5 separate regions of the Mus musculus genome follow, and all the other regions are linked to region 2. The links are chromatin contacts, called in public ChIA-PET, HiChIP or PLAC-seq and promoter capture Hi-C maps. All regions are on one chromosome and are shown on one strand. The core of a region is the stretch at or near the end of the contact, and the rest is flanking DNA. Distances in the headings are between cores, read along the strand shown. Region 1 holds the start of Arl5c (ADP-ribosylation factor-like 5C). Region 2 holds the start of Tbkbp1 (TBK1 binding protein 1). Region 3 holds the start of Hoxb1 (homeobox B1). Region 4 holds the start of Mllt6 (myeloid/lymphoid or mixed-lineage leukemia; translocated to, 6). Region 5 holds the start of Pcgf2 (polycomb group ring finger 2).

Evidence for each region. Promoter capture Hi-C pulls out the DNA fragments that hold promoters and counts their contacts. ChIA-PET counts read pairs in DNA pulled down with a chosen protein or histone mark. HiChIP or PLAC-seq counts read pairs in DNA pulled down with a chosen protein or histone mark. Capture Hi-C pulls out chosen DNA fragments and counts their contacts.
Region 1: a promoter capture Hi-C map of pancreatic islet shows a contact between it and region 2. The contact joins the promoter of Arl5c here to the promoter of Tbkbp1 in region 2. A contact is called at or near these places in 2 of 115 datasets of contacts at active chromatin or transcription factors (bone marrow-derived dendritic cells and memory CD8 T cells) and 2 of 9 other capture datasets (liver and pancreatic islet).
Region 3: a contact with region 2 is called in a promoter capture Hi-C map of embryonic stem cells, with 2.4 times the contacts expected there. The contact joins the promoter of Hoxb1 here to the promoter of Tbkbp1 in region 2.
Region 4: a contact with region 2 is called in an RNA polymerase II ChIA-PET map of effector CD8 T cells, with 8 read pairs. The contact joins the promoter of Mllt6 here to the promoter of Tbkbp1 in region 2. A contact is called at or near these places in 4 of 115 datasets of contacts at active chromatin or transcription factors (bone marrow-derived dendritic cells, effector CD8 T cells, memory CD8 T cells and 1 more) and 1 of 9 other capture datasets (adipose tissue).
Region 5: a contact with region 2 is called in an H3K4me3 HiChIP or PLAC-seq map of neural tube, with 3 times the contacts expected there. The contact joins the promoter of Pcgf2 here to the promoter of Tbkbp1 in region 2. A contact is called at or near these places in 2 of 484 Hi-C or Micro-C datasets (both in embryonic stem cells) and 4 of 115 datasets of contacts at active chromatin or transcription factors (embryonic forebrain, memory CD8 T cells, neural tube and 1 more).

Annotation. Positions count from the first base shown.
Region 1 is chr11:97,994,375-97,998,588 of GRCm38.p6, reverse strand. It overlaps Arl5c (ADP-ribosylation factor-like 5C), which reads left to right and starts at 2,416. Exons shown (of 6, transcript NM_207231.1): 1 at 2,416-2,771; 2 at 3,462-3,522; 3 at 4,104-4,214. The coding sequence starts at 2,726.
Region 2 is chr11:97,147,348-97,151,782 of GRCm38.p6, reverse strand. Tbkbp1 (TBK1 binding protein 1) reads left to right here and starts at 1,708. Exons shown (of 10, transcript NM_001372531.1): 1 at 1,708-1,792; 2 at 2,168-2,421; 3 at 2,716-2,838; 4 at 3,050-3,154; 5 at 4,230-4,410. The coding sequence starts at 2,197.
Region 3 is chr11:96,363,681-96,367,869 of GRCm38.p6, reverse strand. It overlaps Hoxb1 (homeobox B1), which reads right to left and starts at 2,112. Exons shown (of 2, transcript NM_008266.5): 1 at 1,479-2,112; 2 at 1-1,059. The coding sequence starts at 2,043. The coding sequence ends at 731.
Region 4 is chr11:97,661,899-97,666,343 of GRCm38.p6, reverse strand. Mllt6 (myeloid/lymphoid or mixed-lineage leukemia; translocated to, 6) reads right to left here and starts at 2,932. Exons shown (of 20, transcript NM_139311.2): 1 at 2,664-2,932; 2 at 1,310-1,389; 3 at 804-858; 4 at 505-614. The coding sequence starts at 2,772.
Region 5 is chr11:97,697,142-97,701,637 of GRCm38.p6, reverse strand. Pcgf2 (polycomb group ring finger 2) reads left to right here and starts at 1,990. Exons shown (of 10, transcript NM_001163308.1): 1 at 1,990-2,102.

The sequences.
Region 1 (4,214 bases), core at 1,167-3,666, 850 kb before region 2:
CCAGCTTGCCGAATGTCACTTTCAATTCTGCAACTGGGTGACAAAGCAGGACGCCTTTCTTCCCCTAGGAACCAGATGGCAGCCATGCCTCAAACACTGGGTGATTTCTCCAAATACCTTCTGTGCCCCTGTCAAGCCTCCCAGCCCCAACCCCAGCTCCCTTCCTGGGGCTGACATGGAATCAGCCCTGATGGACTGTGTGGATCATGTCTTCAATTCTGTGTTGTTCTAGCTCTGTCCACCAAGAGGAATGGGATGAAGGTGTGTGTCATATGTGCCTGGGTGGGTCTGTGGAGGCCAGAGGTGAGCTTCCAAGGGTTGGTTCTGTTTGTCTTTGCTTACCACAAGCATCCCAGTTAAAGGCTGCCAGGTGTTTCCCTTTCAAAGCAGAGGAGACATTGAAGCACGGGCACTGGTGAGAGATCTGGCTAAGACCGGGGCCTGAGTGAGGACCAGTGGATGTAAATACTGCTGAAGTAGGCACGCAGGGGCTGTTTATGGAGGCTCTCAAAGGCCACATAAGGAAGTTGCTTTGAACTCAGTGGGCAACAGAGAGCCAGCCAAAGCTGATGGAGTGGGGAGTCATGGACCCTGAACTGTCTTTAAGAAAGGTTGGGCCAGCCGTGGTGGTGCACTCTGAGTTCGAGGCCAGCCTGGTCTACAAAGTGAGTTCCAGGACAGCCAGGACTACACAGAGAAACCCTGTCTCGAAAAACAAAAACAAACAAACAACAACAACAACAACAAAAAAGAAAGGTTGGTAAGACATGAGGAGGAGGGAGGGCCCGAGCGCAGTAGAGGTAGAGGTGAATCCCCCCCGCTGGGGGTGCTGCCTTAGCAGAGGGCAGACAGCCATAGGGGCCCTAGGAGGATGCTCCAGTGTGATGTGATGACTACAGCCTCTTTCTTGGAGTCTGCCTTGAATTGTAGTGCTGGAGAAATATATCAAAGATTTCCAATTTTCTCAGGACCAAAGAGAAAATACGGAGTCTGGGACTCCAGCCAAAGGTCAACGTGCCTTTTTTCACTTCTCTTTAGATTTTTTTCTGGGTTTCTCCCAGGTTGTGAAATTCACAAACAACACATTGGTTTTTTTTCTCCCTCTTCCTGCTGGGGCTGCTACTTTCCTCGTGACCCACAAACCCACTGTTGGGTCTACCTGCTGCTGGAGCCTGTGAGGCCAGAAGGCCACTCAGAAGTTTGAGGCAGGAGGATTGCTGGAGTTCAGGAGTTTAAAGCCAGCCAGGGTGACAGATTATATATTTAGGTCCTCTGAAAATAACAAACAAATCAACAAATAAAAAGACTTTTCCCTCTGCTGAGAGAGACTGGCTGGTTTAGATTGTAAAAGACAATCTCACTATGTAGCCCAGGCTCGGTATTTATTGTTTCATTTCCTTTGGAATGGGGAAGGGGCATGGAACTCACTCTGTAGACCAGGCTGGCCTCAAACTCAGAGATCCACCTGCTTCTGTCTCCCAAATGCTGGGATTAAAGGTGTGTGCCACCATGCCCAGCAATCATGGTGATTTAAATTTTTTATTTTTATTACTTTTAATTATATATTGGTGTGTGCATTTGCATGTGGGTATTGCACAGAGTGCAGAAGCCAGAAGCAACAAGTTCCCTGGACCCAGAGTTAATAGAGAGTCCTTATCTGTCTATGGTGGCTGCTGGGAACAGAACTTGGTCCTCTGGAAGAGCAACACGTGCTCTTAACTGCTGAACCATCTCCTCAGACTGTGGCCTGCAGGTTGCATGCAATTGCATGTAGCTAAGGATAGCTGTGAATGCCATCTAACACAAAATGGGAAAAATTACAATACTATGTAATTAGGGGCTAGAGAGAGGGCTCAACAGTTAAAAGCACTTGCTGCTCTTTAAGAGGACCTGAGTTGGGTTTCCAGTATCCAAGCTAGGATCTGAGTACCTCGTCTGGCTTCCAAAGGTATACATGTATTTAAACATATGGCATGTGGTTCAGCGTGCGTGCACGTGAAAACACACACACACACACACACACACACACAAAATCTTAAAATGCTGGGCTTGGTGGCACACACCTTTAATCCCAGCACTCAGGAGGCAGAGGCAGGTGGATCTCTGATGTTGGAGTCCAGTCTGGTCTACAGAGAGTTCTAGGACTGTCAGGGCTACACAGAGAAACCCTGTCTCAAAAAACAAAAACAAACAAGCAAACAAAAAGTTTTAAAAAATTACTAGATTGGATTAGCAAAACATTTTGAGATTCTTTGTTGTTTGTTTTGTAACTGAGTTGCAGGGTTCTTCAGTCTGAACTTTGTAGATGAGGATGCTGTGTCTCAATGTGAGAAAGCTGGACCGCCCTTGGAGGGTTTCCCCCCAGCGGTGGCTTTTGGAGAGGAAGAGCAGACATTTTGCACATTGCTCACTCTACTCGCAACACTAAAGCAGATAGTTCCAACTTCAGTTTTCTCAGGGTAAAGAGGACTCTGGGATTTTCCTTGCACTTTCCTGCCCCTAGACAAATACCTAGTCTTCGTGGTGACGCCACTCAGACCCTCAGCACCGAGAAAGAGCCAGCGTCCGGTGGGATTCCCAGGTCTCGAGGGTGACGCTTGGGGTTCCGCACATTTGATAGGAGCAGCGGGTCTGGCCCTCCCCCAGGCAGGGCTTTGAAGATTTGGGGCCAGACTCTGGTCCTGGAGGCTGCTGAGCCCCGCCCGCCCCCAGCTCCGGGAGTGCCATGGGACAGCTGATAGCCAAGCTGATGCGAATCTTTGGGAGTCAGGGTAAGCGGCGCACCGGGCAGCCCAGTGACCTCTTTGATTCCGCTGTCTTCTGGGGCTCTTGGGATTTTGGAGTCGTCCGTGAAGACTGACTGGGAACCTTGCGCTGCTAGAGTTGGATTTGTGCACTCCCATACTCTCCATGGCCTCCTGCCTGCTCTCCTCCCACAAGCCCCCCGCCCCCCACCTTGACCCCGCGCTTCAGTGTGCCCAGTGCACAGGGGTGGGAGAGCCTTCTGCCTCTGACCCCACCACCCAGCTGAGCTGTGTGCGACCCTGAGGGCCCCCAAAGTCAATTTCCTGAGATTGTGATTTAGAGCCCAGTGTGCTTCGGACCCTTTAGACGATCGCTGTCTAGAAATGTAGACGGAGGTGGGGTAGGGGGTCAGGAGGGGTGCAGGGGTCCGGTCCGATGGCAAGTGAAACGGTACAGTCTTCGACAGAGGTCCCCCGGACCGCGTTTCTCTGAGCATCCTAGGAAATTGGGGGGGGGGGCGCACACAGAAAGCTGAGATACCGAGCTTTAGCTCGGAGATTGCCAAGGGATGTGTGGAGCCGGGAGAGAAGGCATCCATTCATCCAGACAAGAGCAGAGGGTGAGGAAGAGGCCAGGACGAGAAGCCTACTAGGGACACCCACGCCCGCAGTCGTCCGGGTTGGCTCTGACCTTGCCCTTCCCCTGGATGCCTCCAGAGCACAAAGTCATTATCGTGGGACTGGACAATGCAGGGAAGACCACCATTCTCTACCAGTTGTAAGTAACTACTGGGTGGATAGAGTGGGCTGGGCCTCACACTAGACTGATAGTCATTTGCACCAATCACCAGAGCCCTTCCCTGGGTTAGTGGGTAGTTGTAGACAAGAAGTGATGGGAAGACGCTGGTATGACCTTCCTGATTTAGTGGCTGCTGGCCTGGATTTGGATCCCGCCAGCAATGGGTGACTTCAGGTCCCACGGCCTCCCGCGATCTACCCTGCCAAACACATTTCAGTCCTGGCAGGTGTGGAATGCCAGGCGGTTTCTCGCCTCGCTGCTCTTGGCTCCCCCTGGCGGCAGGACCCTTATCTTCTCACCCTTGCCCCTTACACTTGGTTAACTTCGGTCTCCTACTTCAAACCCCAGCCAGGGCGGACCGGAGCTCTGCCAGACCAGGCCACACTCAGACAAACTCAGACCTTTCTCTCCCCATATCAACCACAGGACGTGGGCCTTGCCCAGTGCTTGGTCACCCAGAGCTGAGTTGTTCTGGGTTGGACTCAGCTGCTTTGGGAGTAGAGGGTCTGAGCTGAGAGTGAACTGGGCAACGACCTTAGGCCCTTCTCTTGCCTCCCCAGCCTGACCAATGAGGTTGTTCACACCTGCTCCACCATTGGGAGCAACGTGGAAGAAATTGTTCTTCGGAAGACTCACTTCCTCATGTGGGACCTAGGGGGCCAGGAGGCGCT
Region 2 (4,435 bases), core at 459-2,958:
TCCGCAGACACTGCGCCGGTCGGCGGGGAGGGGAGGCCGCACGGCGGGGAGCTGGTGGGCGCCCGGCGCGCTGCCAGCCTCAGCCGGACCGCACCGCGGGGGCCGCCGCCCCTCGCCACGTGGTGGTGGCAACCGCGGGGTCCCGGGCGCCGGTCCAGCTGGAGAGACCCGGAGCAGCCGGGGAGGAGGAGGCGGAGGAGACGGCGGCGGCGGCGGCGGAGGAGGAGCGGGGCGGGCGAGCGGGAGGGAGGGGGCCGGGAGGGGAGGGGAGGGGGTGGGGAGAGACCCGGCGGCGGCGGCAGGGCGCGGAGCGGCGCGCGGTGCCAGGGGGTGGGGGCGCTGGGGCCCGTCAGGGGAGGGAGCCGGCGGAGGGGTGCGCTGCGACTGCGAGCAGGAGCCCGCGGCAGCCGTGAGTGCGGGCCGGGGCCCGGGCTGGGGGAGGGGGAGGGGCGCGGCGGGCCGGGGCGGCTTGGGGCGCGGGAGGCCGGGGCCCGGGCGCGGGTGGGCGGGCGCTGCGCCCGGGAGCAGAGTGGGGAAGGGTCCTGCGCCGCTGCCCGCAGCCTCCGGCCTGCGGGGCGGCTGCCGCTCAGTAGCCCGCCCGGAGCCCGGCCGCGGTGGGGGAGGGGGCTGCGCGGTCTCGGCCCCACAGAGGGGAGGGGCGACAGTTTCTGTCCGCCGAGCCCGAGGGGGTTTAAAGAGCCGCTCTTAAAGGGGCCGCCGGAGGGGCCAGGCGGGGACGGGCGCCCCCTCCCCAGTAGCCTGCGCGGGCGCTCGGCGCGCGGCCCCAGGATGCGGAGGAAGGCAGCTCGGGTCGCACGGCCGGGGTGTGTGGGGACACGGAGTCCTCGAGAGTGGGGGTGATGGCCGGAGATCGTGGGCAGGGATGGGGGTGGGGTGTGTAGTGAGCTCTGGTCGGCAGAGTAGGGGGAGGGGTGGCGTGGGCAAGAGAGGGTTAAAGGTGGGGCCAGCCCTTCAAACACGCGCACACGCTCCTTACTCAGACCTGTCACACGCGTCTGTCGCTCCGGCACTTAGCCGAGGCTGGGGGATGGGGGACCCGAGGCCTGCACTGTCGGAACTCGCGCCTTCGGACCGAGCCCCCTCGCCGGAGCGCACACACGCTCCAGCGCGCGCACACACCTCGGACATTCCCATAGTGCCTCACGTGACACTCGGCCCGAACGTGCCCACCCTACCCACACGCTCACGCACGCGTGCTCACACGCGCGCGCGCGCACACACACGTACACACACACACATACACAACCTCTGGTCACTCCCGAACTCCGCGCTGACCCCGGTCCTCCGCCCCGCAAAAGCACTCATTGACGGCGGCACACCTACACTCATTCACAGACACACACTCCCCCCCACATGGCAGCCACAGCCACACATTCATAAACAAGGGCCCGGAGATGTACACACGCACCCCCTCGCTGCCTACTCGTTTTGGGAGCCCTGAGTCATTCCTGCCCCCCTCCCAGGGCTCCCCATTTCCCTGAGTGCAGGCACAATAGGACAAGCTGGAGTCTCCCTTAATGGTCTCGGTTCTCCTAGGCCCCCTTGCCCAGTTTGCTGCCTCTGACACTCAGCCAAGGACTTCCTGTAGGTCTGCGCCTGGACGGTTGCCACAGCCCCGGCGCACTTGGGGAGGCACTTCCTTTTCCTGAACTCTGGGATCCTGCGGGAGGAAGTTGGGCGGGGGCCACAGAGGCCAGGCTGCCTAGCGGGACTAGCCTTCCTTAGGAGCAGGCGACAGAGGCCTGGGATGGGAATCTTGGCGGCTGTCGAGGTACTTGGGGAAAAGGGAGGTCTGGGGAGGAGACCAAGCCGAGTAGTCTAGGCAGGTTCTGGGCTGTGCCAATGCTGGGACAGCAGCCCTCCCTCCCATCTGTCCACAGGTCTCTCCTCCCTGCCCCTGATCCTTGGTCCTGTTTATCAGTTGTCCCCCACTCCACTCATGACGTCTATCTGGTTCCATTTCCTTCTATAAGCAGTCACAGCAGGGGATAGGGCAGAAACTTGAGAGAGAAGAGAGAGAGAGAGTTAGTTGTGAGATCTGTCTCTTGGCTGAAGCTCCCCAGCTACCACAGGTTCCTCAGACCAGCATGGAAGAGTTGGGAACAAAGAGCAGGTGGTCCTCTTTACTCTGTTCCTGCACTCTCAGGAGGCCCAGGGTGGGCTGAAGCCCTTACCATGGAGTCCATGTTTGAAGATGACATCAGCATCCTGACCCAAGAGGCCTTGGGGCCCAGTGAGGTGTGGCTGGATGGTCCTGGAGACCCGTCCCTGGGAGGGGACATGTGTTCTGCCTCCCACTTTGCCCTCATCACAGCCTACGGAGACATCAAGGAAAGGCTAGGAGGCCTGGAGAGGGAGAATGCCACCCTCCGCCGTCGCCTCAAAGTCTATGAGATCAAGGTCAGAACCTAGATGTGATGGCGAGCTGAGCTTGTAGTTGCCTGCAAGGGCAGGAGGGTCCCAAGAGGTGGCCAGCACTGGAGGCTGCCTGGTCCCTGAAGAAGTGGCTGCCTTGGGGATGAGGAGCTCTGCTCCTGCAGCCAATCTCAGGGGTGGAGGAGGAGCCCAGCTTTGGAGTGGTGGGTCCCATTGGAGGGGGCGGGGAGAGGCGCCTGTGAAGCTGGCAGTGGGGTTGGGGGACAGAGCGGTCCTGGGATGGGAAGCCAGGCTTCTCAGAGGACGACCCTCCCACAGTATCCGCTGATCACTGATTTTGGAGAGGAGCATGGCTTCCCTCTGTATGAACTCAAGGATGGCTCCCTGCTGGAGGTGGAGAAGGTCAGTCTGCAGCAACGACTCAACCAATTCCAACACGAGGTAAGCCCTTGCTTCGCTTCCCAGCCAACCCCACTCCCTTAGCCTCCTGCTTCCCTCACTTTGCCCTCAACCCCGCCCTGCCCCCGCCTTCCCTAAATCAGCTTCAGCGCTTCCTGTTTCTATTGGGAATAGGGTTGGGGAGGTTGGGAGCCCCCTCTGCTCCCTGTCAAGGCTGGTCCTGACCCTGGCACACCTCTCCGGGCCTACCCAGTTGCAGAAGAGTAAGGAGCAGGAGGAGCAGCTCGGGGAGATGATCCAGGCTTACGAGAAACTGTGCGTGGAGAAAAGCGACTTGGAGACAGAGCTGGGGGAGATGGTGAGGCCCAGAGAGCGGGTGTGTGTGTGTGTGTGTGTGTGTGAGGTATCTGACGTGATGTGATTCTCTACGTGCATTCCAACCCGATGAGTGTGTGCTGCCTGTGTGTCACACACACTCTGCTGCGTGCACACTCCCTGTATCCACTCGTCCCTGTCTGTGAATGCCTGCTTTGCCGTGTGAATGAGACAGTATCATCCGGGTCATGGGTGACTCTGTACCTTGGGCTAGGATGCTGTGTGTGTGTGTGTGTGTGTGTGTGTGTGTGTGTATTTGGCTCTCACACTGCATCAACCCTGTACCTATAGTATAGTATAGTGTCTGGGAGAGGGTATAAGTGACAAGAGAGGTGCCAGAGCTCTCCATAGTCCCAGCACAAGCGTGATGAGAGTTGCCATGTGGCCGTTTGTGTGTGGGCAGGTGGCAGTATCAGGAGATAAGGTCTCTGCCAACTCCTGTGCTGTGACCTTGATCAAGTTATTTAGCTCTCACCCCTCATCTGAAAAGCAGAGAAAAACGGTAAGCCATCTCACTAAGCTGCTGTGACGGCAACGGGACATTTGTGTAAAACGGTTTTCCTTTTATAGTCAGGAACGTTTGCTTGGTAGTCGCAGCGTGCCAGGCACTGTTCATATCCCTCTACACACATTTACTCATTTTAGCTCTCACAACAATCAAAGAGGTAGGCGTGGTACTGCTATCCCCATTTTATACAGGAGGTAGACAAAGCTTAGAAGTGCTTAAGTCCTGTATGCAAATGCAAGTCACATCCCTGAGGGTTTGGGGTGACTGGACCTGGAGCCCAGTGTTGGCATAAATGTCTCTGTGTGATAAGACCCAGAGGAGGTTTGGCTCTGACCTTGCCGGCACCAGTAGCCAGAAACATCTGCATTGCAGGAGCTGTGAGAGGAGCCTTCATACCTGTGACCACTTGTCGTGTGAGTGTAGGACACTCCAGCTGTCTGTGCTCCAGTCTGGAGAGTGATGACTGCCCAGCCTGGGGGACTCTTGGGTTTGGGAGACCACAGGGCTCCCTGGCGCTCTGTAGACCCTTGGCCGTCTGTCTTCCCTGCAGCGGGCCCTGGTAGAGACTCATCTACGGCAGATCTGTGGTCTGGAGAAACAGCTGCAGCAACAGCAGGGCCTCCGGGACGCAGCTTTCTCCAGCCTGAGCCCCCCAGCTGTCCCCGCCTCAGCCTGTCCTGACTTGGACCTGCACTATCTGGCTCTGAGAGGGGGACCTGCCTTGGGTCATGGTGAGATCTTAGTGACTCCTACCTT
Region 3 (4,189 bases), core at 863-3,362, 780 kb after region 2:
TGGGAAGGGGAGAGTCTCGTAAGCCAGCCTCTGAGGGCTGCATTAGTGCAAAAGACATGTGCCAGGAAAAGGGTTGTGGGATTACTTGGGAGTAAGGTTGTTTTTTTTTTTTGTTTTTGTTTTTGTGGGGTTTTTTTTGTTTTTTTTTGTTTTGTTTTGTTTTTTTTTGTTTTTTTTGTTTTTTTTTTTTTTTGGTATGTCACAAGGCAGTCGGTGCTATTGTAAGGTCTGCTATTGTAAGGTCTGCGGTGAGTTGGCTGGATTAAGATTAAGGGTTGGTGGCGATTGGGCTCACACTCAAACGCATCCTCCCCCAGAAAAACCCCAAGGACTCCCAGCCTAGACATCCCAGACCTAGAAAGAAGAGTTGGGCTAAGAATTCGAAAGAAGAACTCTCTAAGCTCAAAGGCACTGAACTGAGTTGGAAGGGAAAGGAGAAGCCCGAAAGGATGGGCTGACTCCAGATCAAAGCCAAAAGGCCTTCCTTCGACCTCTGATGAGTTGAGTGTTCCCCAGGTCCCAAGACCTGTAGGATCCCCAGCCATCAATCATCCCTCCACCCCTAGATCTGAGAGAGAGAAAAATACATTTCCCAACTCCTGCCCAGTTTCCTGGGCAGCTCTAAACTGGTGCCTCGGCCTTGAGGAGGGTCACCAAGGCTGTGAAGTTTGGGAAAGTCTTCGAGAGAACTGGTCAAGCGTTGGAAGCCCAGTTACTTAGGAAGTTCAATTCAAGAGGTGATGGAACTGGGCGAGGCTTCTGGGGAGGTGCACGCGGACTGGTCAGAGGCATCTCCAGCGGCTTCCTTTGGGCAACCTGGGGGGCCTGCAGGCATCCTGCCCCCCTCTCGCTCGCGTTTCTTCTGCTTCATGCGCCGGTTCTGGAACCAGATCTTCACCTGCGTTTCATTGAGCTCCAGGGTGGCGGCGATCTCCACCCTCCGGGCACGGCTCAGGTATTTGTTGAAATGAAATTCCTTCTCCAGCTCCGTCAGCTGGCGCGTGGTGAAGTTTGTGCGGAGACCGCCGGGAGCGCCCAGTCCCAGCTCGGACACCTTCGCTAGGGGCGGGGCAGGGAGAAAAGCCACGTCAGTTCTCTCACCTCTTTCTCCCTCCCGTCCACTCCTCCTAGTTCAGGCTTGGTCCTCATTCATCATCTACCCAATGCAGATCCTATGTGGCATCACACACCCCCTCCATTAGTAATTACAAAATCTAGAACCAGCCTTCCGCCCATACTCACCTTCAGACAAGAAACGTGAAATACTGGTTCCAAACTGGGCGCACAGACAAGACTGCGGAGACCTCCTTCGGGAGGAGGTAGCCCCGAACTTAGCCCGTGGGAAAATATCTGCTGACTTGAACCCGGAAAGTACTTACCTGCCAGTAAAAGCAGCTGAAGGAATGAATGAAGCCCTGGCTCAGGCCCCTCTGTGTATGCCCGAGCCAAGGAGAGGAAGTGGCTCCTCTGAGCCCTACCTGTCTTAGGTGGGTTTCTCTTGACCTTCATCCAGTCGAAGGTCCGGGGAGTGAGAGTGCTGGGTTCTGACGAGCAAGGCGATTCCTTGTCCTCAGAGAGGAGGTCGTAGGCTGATGCAAAGGTTGCGGTCTGCTCAGTTCCGTATGGGGGCTGCGGCGGAGGATATGGCCCTGAGCCGACTCCACCCGCTCCATAGCTGTCGGGCAACCCCCCTAGCTGGGCTCCGTAGCTCGACGGATGAAAATAGCTTCCATCTCCTTCCGACTGACCCACAGAATAATACTGAGAAGGCCCATAGCTGGGGTTGCAGGCGGCTGGGGCGTACCCCGAGGGAGCGGGGCTGGGAAAGGACACCCCCAGGGATGACGGCGGCTGCTGGACAGGATACCCCGAGTTTTGTTGGAGCGCTGAGCTAGGCAGCCCTCCACCATAGCGGCTCTCCCCTGCGTAGCTGTCAACGGCCGGAGCTGAGCAGGGGGGAAAAGAGGTTGGGGCGCTGTAGGCGCTGGGTCCCCGGTTACAAAGTGGGTACTCTAAAAAGGAACTCATCCTATTATAGTCCATGTAGAGGCCGAAGGAGGGTCGGGCCGTTTGGGGGAGACACCCTCTTGCCCTACAACCTTTCGGCAGTATGTCACAGAGCTGAAGCTTGAGCCCATGGCCCGGGCCAGCTTGGCCCCGCCAGCGATCCCCTAGGAAGGGGCTAGGGAGTGGGGGTGGGGGGGCACATGTGATCTCTCCCAGGCCAATGGGCTAAGCGGGCCAGAGTTTGGCAGTCCCAGCGCCCATCCATCACCCCCCAATCATTAGCATGACAAAGACACTTCAATCACTCTGAGCCCATCCATCTGAGAGCGACATGGAAGCGTCAAAAACATCTTTCTTCAAAGACTTTTTGGAAAGAAGGGACCAGAGGGAGGGGGGGGAGAAGTTGGAAGAATATTCAAGACTTTTACTCCCCTCCCAACCCCCCAAGGCCTTCAATAGGTTCTTGGATTATTAGATTTGGCCAAATTCAACCCAGCTGCCCCTCACTCTCTTCTCCCCTCAAAGAAGCCTACCCCCACCCCAAGGCTGTAGGGCTAGAGACTGGAGAGCCAGACTCCTTACTTATCCCAGAACCCCCATTCCATGTTTCTTTCTCCCAGTTTGTCTTGGGATGGTGTTCTAGGACAGCCTGGTTAGGTCTGTTATCTTGGGACAAAAGGATGACTAGGAAGGGAGAGGGAGACTGTAAAAACACCTCAGGGTGTGAGCCAGGGGTCTAAAATCCAGAAGAATTCATGACAAATCAAGAGGAGGGAAAACGATGGCATTTCAAGGGAACAGGAGAAGGGAAATGGAAAGGTGGAGGGAAGATGAGGGACGCCTCTCTCCATCTCTCTGCATAAACGCTCTCTCCTCATTCGCGAGGCCATTTCTCTCCCTCAGCCTCTCTTTATATTCCCTCTGTCTCCATTCATCTCTGTGTTCGTCCATCTCTCTCCATATTTATATTCGCTCCCTACCTATCCATCAACTCATCTCTCTAGATGTATTTATCCTTTCTCTAGCCATCCGTAGCTGTAGCTGGCTCACTCACTCAGACTTAAATAACTCCCTATATCTCTCCAGAGAGCAGCAATGAAGAGAGCCAGGTGATATTTACAGATGGGTGAGAAGGAAGCGAATTTTTATTCTCTTTTCAAAAGTGTTCAAAACTAGTAAAGATCCTCTGCACTTCTCTGGTCTCCTCCCTGACACCCCTCCATTATCTTTAGTTTCCCTAAAAGTTTCTTTTTTTAAGTTCCAAGCCTCAAATACATAAATCCAAGGCTAGTTAAGTCTCAAAGACTATCCAAAATTTCCATGCATGTTCTAGAATAGATAAAGGGAGTTTAGTTTGCTCAGAGAATGGGAGAATTGGTGTAGAGCTTCTAAACTAAGGCTTAGAAATGGATCTCTCTCTCTCTCTCTCTTCCTTCCTTTCTCTCTCTCTCTCTCTCTCTCTCTCTCTCTCTCCCACTCTCTCTCTCTCTCTCTCTCTTTCTTTCTTTCTTCCTTTCTCTTGGGTTAAGATCAAGGGAGGGAAAACAGGAAGAGCCTTGCTCACTCTCTGAAATGCAGCAGGCAGTTTGGAATTAGAAGAGATGCTCTTGGGTAGTAGAGCTCATTGATGTCTCCTCCTCCAGACTCTGAAGACAAGAATCCAACACCCACTCTCATTTGTAACTTGTCAGGGTGTCTGCCTGGCCACAGGCCTGGGGCCTGAGCTAGGGCAAGTCCAGGAGGGCAAGAGTTCAGGGAGGGATCTCCGTAAACAGTGGCACTCTGCGGAGGAAGCCAAAGCAGGTGGGACGGGTCTGGGGTAACCCTTGAAACTTCTCAGGTTTCCTTACCCTAAAAAAAAAAAAAAAAAAAAAAAGCCAGGCTTGCATGCATTCCACTCCCTTCAAGGGCCCAAAGTTGTCTCTATCTCCCCGGCCTCTTCACCTTGCTGGCTCCCCTCCCCCCTCTCCCCACCCACATCCTTGTCTGGCTCTCTAGTTGCCCCTCCTCTTTCCATGCGGCATCCTCAGAGGCACTGCCTTCCTTTTCTCCAGCAGCAGCTGTGAGCCTTGCTACCCCATCCTCCTCCTCCTTCACACCTCTGTTTTAGATCCAGGCACCTAGAAAATTCTTCCTCAAGAGATGCAAAGGGAGGGTAGGGAGAAAGTAGAGCATGTTCAAT
Region 4 (4,445 bases), core at 1,683-4,182, 510 kb before region 2:
TGCTAGAGCAGCAAGTGCTCTTAACCACCAAGCCATCTCTGCAGCCCGAGTATTCAATTTAATTTCCACATTCACAGGCAGTCAGCCACTGCGTTAGACAGTGCAATCCTTGGTAAAGTTTGAGAGGCCCCGATGTACCTACTGTCCCACTTGCTGGACTACATACAGACACACTGTGTCTTTTTCATAGAACCTGGGACTGGCCAGCCTTCCACAAAGTCGGTTCTTTCTCATGCCCCAGATCCCAACCTAAATGTCTCCTTCCATGACCACCAGATACCCAAGCAAGCCTCACAGGGTATCCTCTATCTCAAAGCCTGTTTACACTTCTGTCTTGATTAACGGCAAGCACTAGGTACCTGCTGTACTGTGCCTGTCATGTGTTATAAACTTAATAAAATGTGACCTATGAGCAACCCTCTGGCTGTGCTACCGAGGGAGCTCGGAGCGCAACGGTGGCACCCAGGATTGCTACCAGGAAAGGGAGGAGTGAGGGCCGCTAACCTTGTTGAAGCGATCATGAGGCACGTACTGCAGAACGATGGGCTCCATCGTGAGCACGTTGGCGAACTGCACCTCCGGGATGTAGAGGGCGCACACCACATGGGCCCAGCCTGGGGCAGTGTGGGGACTGGCCTCAGCAGGACGGCAACACAAGACCCCACGCCTCCCAACACCAAGCTGTAGACTGTCCCCTGCGTCTACAACCTTCCTGTACCAACAGGAGCAGGGAAAGCCAGCCTCCACCCCACACCTGCTGGGGGGCCTGGCTGACCTCAGCAGGCGTTCAGGGTTCCCCTCACCTCCATTGTCAGTCCTCTTCAATGCCCCATCTTTGTGCGGGCACAGCTCACACCTCTGCCAATGCAAGGAGCACAGGGATTGGGGGGATCTGCTGAGCTGGGCCCTCCCTGAACTCATCCAAAAGGCCCGAAGATAACATAAGATCTGGGTGGGGGCTGAGGCTGTAGAGCAAAGAGGCTCCTAACTGCTGAAGGCTGAATAAGGAGAACCTGCTGGTCACTACAGCGGCCCCTCAACTTCCATAGCCTTGAAAACCTTTCATAGTAAAAAGTTACAAAGCAGCACATAGACACCCCCCCCAAAAAAATCAAAGCCCCCAAGCCGGAGGTGAGGCGGGGCAGAGCTGAGTGCAGAGCTGAGGGAGAGATGGGGCTGGTGATAGGCAGCAGCAAACAGGAAATCCTGAGTGACAGAGCTTAGTCCTGCCCCAGCCTCAGGGTACCCTATTAACCTGCAGGAGATGCTCAGGTGTAGGGGAGAGGAAAGGGAGAGGGGCTGGACTCACCACCCTGGCTGCACGCTCCTGAGATTCACATTTCCTGCAGAACCAGGGTCCTGTTGGCACCTGGACGATGCCATAGCAAGCTAAGGGTGGGGGAAGGAGACTCACTGAGCAAAGCCATCAGCCAATGGTTCCCCCCCCCACAGAGTAACTGGGGGCAGGCAGGGAAGAGACCCAGCCTACTAAAGCCAGCCCAGTAGGTGGGGCTGCTCCCCAGACCCGGGATCACTCAATGGAACAGGACTACAAGAAATGTCCAACCGCATAGAGCCAGCCTTCAATCACACAACCAAGCATTTCAAACAGGGGCAAAAAGTCTGACAGAGTCCTTGACCTTAAACTTCCAAAGATCCTCCATTCTCATCCCACCCCTCTCCCTTTTTTCTGGACCTGAATTCCTCCCCCTCCCCCCCCCCCCCCCCCGCCGCCTCTGCCCTGACCAGTCCCCTAGGCACCAGAACAAGAAATAGTCATGATTGTAACACGTTTTGTTGTTATGAGGGGAGGGGGGGTGCTTCTTAAAGGGCCAGTAAGGGATAAGCCAAGGAAGTCGGGGGTTCAAGGACCTCATCTTCTGCCTCTGTCACACGTACAGGTCAAAAGTGAAAACAGAGGGCAGGTGCGGGGCAGGTACCCAGAGGAGAGTGGCGGGAAAGGCCCGCAGCCACAGCATTAAGGGTTGTCTTGGGAAGGGGGGTGGTGGTGGTTGCCTGTGCCAGACAGGCGGAGATGCCAGCCTGCGCCCTCGGCAAGATTCCTTAAGGAGTTAACTCCCGAACCATGTGCGGCGGCAGGGGGAAACTCCAAACCTCTCTCTCCTCCATTCCGGCCCCCTGTAAAACCGCTCTCCCAGCCTCAGCTCTTCCCCGGAGGGTTTCAGGATCCCTTCTCCCGTGGGACCCTTCTCCTCCCTTCCCAATTCCGCTCCTCCCAGTATCCGGAAGCGAAGGGGGATGACCCCCCCTTGACCTCTTCCTCCCGGAGCGGGAACCAAAATAAACCGGGCGGGAGGGGGGGTTACCTCGCAGGTAAACATTCCCGGGACAGCCCTGACACCGGCGGTGCGGGGCTCAGGGAGTTCACTCCTTGCGCCCTGGACTCTCCCCAAAACTCCTTCAACTTGGGGTGGGGGGCGCGGGACTGAACAATAGGCAAGAAAACAATGCCTGACCCGGTCCTGGAGGACCAGGCTGGGGATGGGGGGGAGCCCACGCCGCCTTTCGCTTCAGGTGGGTGGGGGAGGGGCAGGCGCCCCAGGAGGGCTCCGGAGGGCGCGGCCGAGGGCACCCCGTGCGCGCGCCGCCCCGGGGTCCCGCAGCTCCCCCCCCCCCGCCGGCCGTCTCCCCCCTCCCCTTACCTTGGTGGACGGCCACGCTGCACGCGTGCCCATCGCAGTAGACCAGCGGGTTTTCGGCCCAGCCCCTCTCGTCCGAACATACGCAGCAGCCTCCTACCATCTCCTTCATACTCCCATGAGCTCCCTCCGGGGCTGGGGCTGGGGGCCGGCCGGCGGGGGTCGGGGGTCAGGGGGGGAGGGAGGGAGCGGGGGCCGCGCGCCTCCTCGCCCCCTCCTCCGCCGCCGCCGCCGCCGCTTCTTTTCTTTGCCTCCTCCTTCCTCCTCCTCGGCGTCCTCCTCCTCCTCCTCGCTCGCTCTGTCTGGCCGCCCCCCCCGCCGTGCTCTCGCCCTCATGCCCCGACGGGCCCCCCCCCCCCAACAATGAGACTCGCGCGCCGCGCTCCCCTTCCGCGCCGCTCGCCGGCTACCAGAGCCGCCCGGCCGCGGTGCAAGCAGGGCCCGGCGGGGGAGGCGCCGAGTGGCACATCGCGGGCGCCCGCCCGCCCCGCGCCGCCCGCTCACGCGCCGCCCCCCCGGCCCCCCTGCCCGGCCGCGGCAGCCATGGCCGCGCGCCTCCGCTCGCTCGCTCGCTCCCGGCCCGCCCGCCGCCGGGTAAAGTCTTAGGTTCAGGGAACAAAGCCTGGCTTGGTAGGGAGCTTTTCGCTCGTGCGCTCAGTGCAGCTTTCCCCGTCTTTTCTTTTTCCCTTTATGACTCTAGGTGGGTAGTTCCCGAGTCCTCCCCTCCGTGTCACACTTTGGGTCTCCGGTCTCCCATCCCCCTTCTCTGGGTGTTCTTCAACCCTAGGGAAATCTAGGGAAGATGAAAAAAACCAGGGCTCTTAAAAAGAACTGGAGCGATGTTAAACCATTTACCCGTGCTTGTTCTTGGAATGGGAATGGTGTCTCTGGATGGCAGCTCATGGGTGCTGTCCCTGGAGGTCACTCTGGAGGGTAGACAATGCCACGTGTAAACTTTTACTTACTTTACAAATCTTTTTTGTTAGTTTGAGACAGGATCACCAGTAGCTCCGGTTAGCCTCGAACTCACCACTTAGTGAAGGATGACCTTGAACTCCCAATTCTGCCTCTGCCACCAAAGTGCTAGAGTAAAGGCGTGCACCACCACGCCCCGCACAAAAATTTGTTGAATGCTAGAGTCGGCTGCGCGCCAGAGTAGAGGTATTCCTGCCCTCCAGGAACTTCCCTTTGAAGTCTTCAATGTCAAGGTCTCTAGGCACCTTAGGGGTACAATGAGGTACCCCACCTTAATTCAAGATCTCTGTTCTAAGTCGTAACTCCACCCCTAGCCTCAGGGCGTGCCTTGCGTTTTAAAGTGAGTAAAGCTGCCTCGGAAGTGCTTGCCAACAGAATCACGCCTTGACTTCTGGGCAGGTATAGAATCACAGTAGCGTACAAAAACGCACCACGAAGGATTAAAGTCCCCGAAATTGGGTCTAGGGTTTGATGGAAAGCGACCCAAGACTTCCCCCAGACTGGTATAAGCCCAAAGACGAGATCTGATTCCCCTTTTTTCTTTGCAAGGGGAAAGACGGCGCCCCCACAGGGACCAAAGGTCAAATACCCCCTCAGCGGGAGGTTGGGTGGCAGAGGGGAGAAGGCAGCCCTGGGGGCTTCATCCACACTTCAAAGACCTCTAGGCCGGGAACGCTTCCTGGGGGGGAGGGGCAGAGGGCTCGGAGAGGAGATGGCGGGCTGGGGGATTGAGGGTGGAGGGGGCCGCTCCCCCTTCGGCGCACTGCCCCCCTGGCCGACTCTTCCGCCGGGCCCGCCTCCTTTTCACTA
Region 5 (4,496 bases), core at 741-3,240, 550 kb before region 2:
GAGGAAGATGTGCAAGGGACTCTTTCCATCCGTTCTCTAGACATTTGGCTCAAAGGAAGTCTCTTGTGGACTCCCTCTTCTATGTTTGCAGATCACCTGGCGCTTCAAACATGGAGAAGGGACTTTTCCAGCTTATTGCCCTCGCTGGCCCTGCTCGGTGTCAAAGCCCAGCTTACCTACTGTGCCTAAAACAGTACTTGCCGTTGGCACAGAGAACTTTCGATGTTGGGACAGTTAAGTCAGCGGCTCTCCCGATGAACCACAGGGATTAGCAATATCCCAGCATAGATGATTTATTGGAGTCTTAGTGGGTGGTGGGTCTTCAGTGTGTCCCTACTCTCCAGCGGTTTCCTTGGAACTGGACCTTAATAATTGAGGAGCAAATGGATACCCACCCCAATAAACAAAAGGTAGCCAGGCAGTACCCTTCACGTTGAGCAATTGTGTTTGCTCTAGCAGAGTTCAAGATGCTGGGACACATGGGCCGTGATGACAGTGGGCGTGTCTAACTCGAGACCCCTTTCCACAGTAGCCTGTGAGCTCGTGGTACCCGATGTAGGGATTGGGAAGCAAGTGACCGATCCTCCCGGGGCCTCTTCCGCTCCCACTTGGACCACCCGATCTAAGCGGAAATCTCTTGCCTTTCCTTTACACCGTCATTCGGCTCTGCAGGCTGAGAGCTGAGGCTGGTGGGGTCACTGGGCGGACAGACTTCACAGGGCTCCTGATAAGCGGTCCAGTGTATAAAAGCACTCACTTCGGGACTGCTTTAGGCTTGGAACAAGGAGAGGAGGCAGGCTCGACAAAGATTCGTTCCTTACTCGAGCCAACCCACCAGGCGCTTAAAGGCTTTTCAGGCCGGATAATCGAGCTCTTTGGAGGGACAGTCACAGTGGCCACCCCCCAATAAATCATAAGTAACGAATCAGCGAAATCGAGCGACCTATTGAGGTCCACGGTTCTTGTGGTAACGCAGAATCGATTCGCTTCCTTGGCGCCGTCTCTTCTAGCTCTCCTTCCTACTCTGCCCGGGGCCCGGAGCCGCTGGGGACCGGAGAGCGAGCGCTGGGTGGAGCCGAGGGCGACAGTCGGAGTGGGCTGGCACCAGCCACCTTCGCGCTCGCCGGCCCCTCCGCGGCCGCGAGGGAGGCGCACCGGCGGCGAAAAGGCGCGCGTCCTCTCTCGACTCCTCGCTTCCTATTGCGTCGGGGCCTCTCGAATTCGGCTAGTTATTGTGTCTCTGGCTCGGCGCCCGAGTTCGTGTCTCGGGCTGCTCTCCCCGCCCCGGACTGCGTTCCATTCTTCTCCGCCCGAGCACGCTGAGCGCGCCAGCCTCGGCCACAGCCAAGCCCCGAGGCCACCGTGCGTTTCCCGCGAGGTGCGAGGACCCCGAATCGGTGTGGGGAGGCGGTGAGGTCACGCTCGGGGGGGGATCACACACGCACTTAGGAATCCCAAGGGATTCAGCTGGAGTGAGCGAACCTCACTCGGACGCGTGGCCAGCGGCGCCGCGTCCCCCGCCCAAGCGCCCTTTGGTAGCGGCGACGCACCGGGTGCCGCGAGACACATTTCCGCCCAGTCTGCATCTCACCATTTTCCAAGCTCCCCAGCTAGGGTAGGGATCGCAGAGTCGGTGGAAGTGGGGAGAACACACTTATTTTAGGAGGAGGTGGTGGTTTCATGACTGAAGGTAACACAATAGGACCTTTCCTCCGGGTTCAAGGGATCTGCTTGGATAAGAGGTGGTCTCCTCTTGGTTTGGGGGAAGCCCAGCGCAAGGCGGTGGGGAGCAGCTGAGCTAGCCTCTCCCCCTCCTCTTTCCCTCTCTGCAAACATCCTGAAGGAATGAGGTCACGTGGGTGAGTAGTGGGCGGGACCTACTCTTGTCTGGAGGAAAAAAGCCATTTTGCCCCCCCCCACGGCCCCTCCCCTCCCCTCTGGTCCCCTCCCCTCCCCAAGCTGCTCTTACAAACTCCTTTCTTATCATAGGTTTCTCCCCTCCCGCCGACCGAGCGAGCGACAGGGCTGTGGTCCCCCTCCCCTCCCTTCCCTCCCTCCCTCCCATCCCCCCCTCCCCGAGACCCACCGGACCCCGAAGCCAGGTAAGCGGACGCCGACTCGCGCTTGCCTCCTTGCTACCTCGTAAGCGTCTAGGGCTGGCGACCGGGACCCGTTCACCTTTCCCCGCAGACCCCAATGGGAGCCGGGAGCCCCGGCCTGGCCTGCCGCCCGCGTCCCTTCCCGCCCCGCCAGCCGCTGTCCAAGCTCGCCCGGTCCGCCTTTCTTTCTCTCGTTCCCGGTCTCTCTCTCTTTTTTTTTCCTTTCCTCCCTTCCAAGATGGCCGAAGTGGATTCCCCCTCTTAACGATTTGGAGTCTCCCTCGACCACCTCCTCTTTGTGCAGCAGCCCCCTGCTAAGACCCTGCTTGCGAGGTATCGAGGGGGAGGGTCCGGGCGGCCACGAGGGCTTTGGGGACATACGCTAGGGTGGGTCTCGCCCCCCCCTCCGCCCCCGACCCGAGGATCTCCACAAGCTGGAGCAGACTGTGGCTCGGCCCCTTCGAGTCGGGCAAGGGTCGCCTCCCGAGTGGGCAGTGAGCGTGGTAGACGCGCGAGGACTTGAGGCCCGGAGGAAGGGGACTTGGCTTTCTGGTGGCCGAGGGAGGGCGCCCTAACTCCTGGGGTCGGGATCTTGGGCACCTCCCCCAGAGGTCCCTTTCGTCCCGGTGCGAGGCGCCCCGCCCCCTCCCTGAACCACCTCGGCTGAGCTTTTCCCTACCTCCCTCCCGGGGCCCCACCAAACTTTGGCTCTAGGGAGGGAAGGAGTGGCCACTCGGTCACTGGGGGTGCCTGATCCTTTGACCTAGGCTTCGCGGGGAAGCAAGGGTGGAGGGGAAAGAACGGGAGTGAGGAGAGATTTAGCATGCTCTGTCTTTTCATGAGTGGCCAAGGGGTCTGATGAGCTGGCCCTTCTGCCACAGGAGGCGAAAAGGGAAGCGGCTACTCTTTTCTCCTTGAGCTCTGCCGCTGCTAGCTCTGAAACCCGGGGAACCCTGAGCCTGCAGACGCCCCGCGCCCTTCCTGACTCCCAGGGGCGTCTAGGCAAGCCCCCTACTCTTCCATCCCTCACTTCCCGGGTCTATCCAAAATTGCTGTGGTTGCTTGATCGAGAAGGGTGTGTGTATGTGTAAATTTAAATATGTTTAAGTATGTACAGGTGTTACCTAGAGCTGTCCCTGCGTCTTTGTCTCTCGTAGCCCCCGGCCGAGCTCCCGCCATCCCCCATGTTGCCTCAGTCTCTTTTGGTCTTCCTCTCGCTGAGGGAGGGGCTTCTCTTAGCTGGCTCTCACAGTCTTGGGCCTCCCTCTCTGGACTTCTTGCAGTTGTGCTGTTCCCGAAACTCATGACAACCCCACCCCCACCCCCAACATACACACATCCCTGCTCCAAGGTGTTATTACTGTAATCGGAGGAGCATAAAGCCAGCTCTGTTGTAGCATTTTGGTGGAGAGGTTTTCCCAGGGGTTCCCCTGGTTTGAGGTTGGGGCTTGCACACTTAGAACTGTGTTTGGAATAAGGCAGGAAACAGCCTCCAGGATCCAGTCCGGCTGTCGCGTCGCCTGATCCTGTTCAAGTTGAAGGCTTGGGAGGTGAGCAGGGGAGGGGGAAAGGAACTCCCTGAGTGGTTGATGGAGCTGTTGCCATGGGAATGGAGAGAGGCTGAAGTGGAAGAGGTTACATGTTATACAGGTCAGATGCCTACTGTAGCGCCCCCCTACCCCCACCCCGGACCCTATAGCGGAGTGGTGGTGGGGCGCTGACCTGTCTTTGTTGCTGGAAGACTTAAATTATAATTTGCCCTGAGAGGACTAGAGGTTCGCAGAAGGTTAATGTCTGTGGCTCCAGTTTCAGGCAGGGATGTGATGGGGTGGGTGGAAATGACTTCTGCATCTGTGGAGTAGGAGCCTGGCTCCAGCCTTGCTGTGTATGTGGTGGTGTGTGTCTGGCCAAGTGTCTGTCTGGCCTGTGTGCATGACCAGGCTTATCTGGCTCTGGGTGCTGGGGATGTAAGAGATGAAGGGGGTGTGTCTGGCTCCGGATGTGAGCATCTTACTGAGCTGCTGTCTGTAAATTCTTTATTACTGTTTTATTTATTCATTTATTTATTTATTTCTGTTTTCAGGAACTGAGTGGTAGGTCGAGGCTTCTATCTTTTTTCCATGCTAAGGGCTGTACCACTGCCAAAGGTTAGGAAAAGATAAGAGGGGCTGGTGAGATGGCTCAACGGGTAAGAGCACCCGACTGCTCTTCCGAAGGTCCTGAGTTCAAATCCCAGCAACCACATGGTGGCTCACAACCATCTATAAGGAGATCTGACTCGCTCTTCTAGAGTGTCTGAAGACAGCTACAGTGTACTTACATAGAATAAATAAATAATAAAAAAAAAGAAAGAAAGAAAAGATAAGAGATTTTGTGTCCTGGTGCAGAACCCCTCTG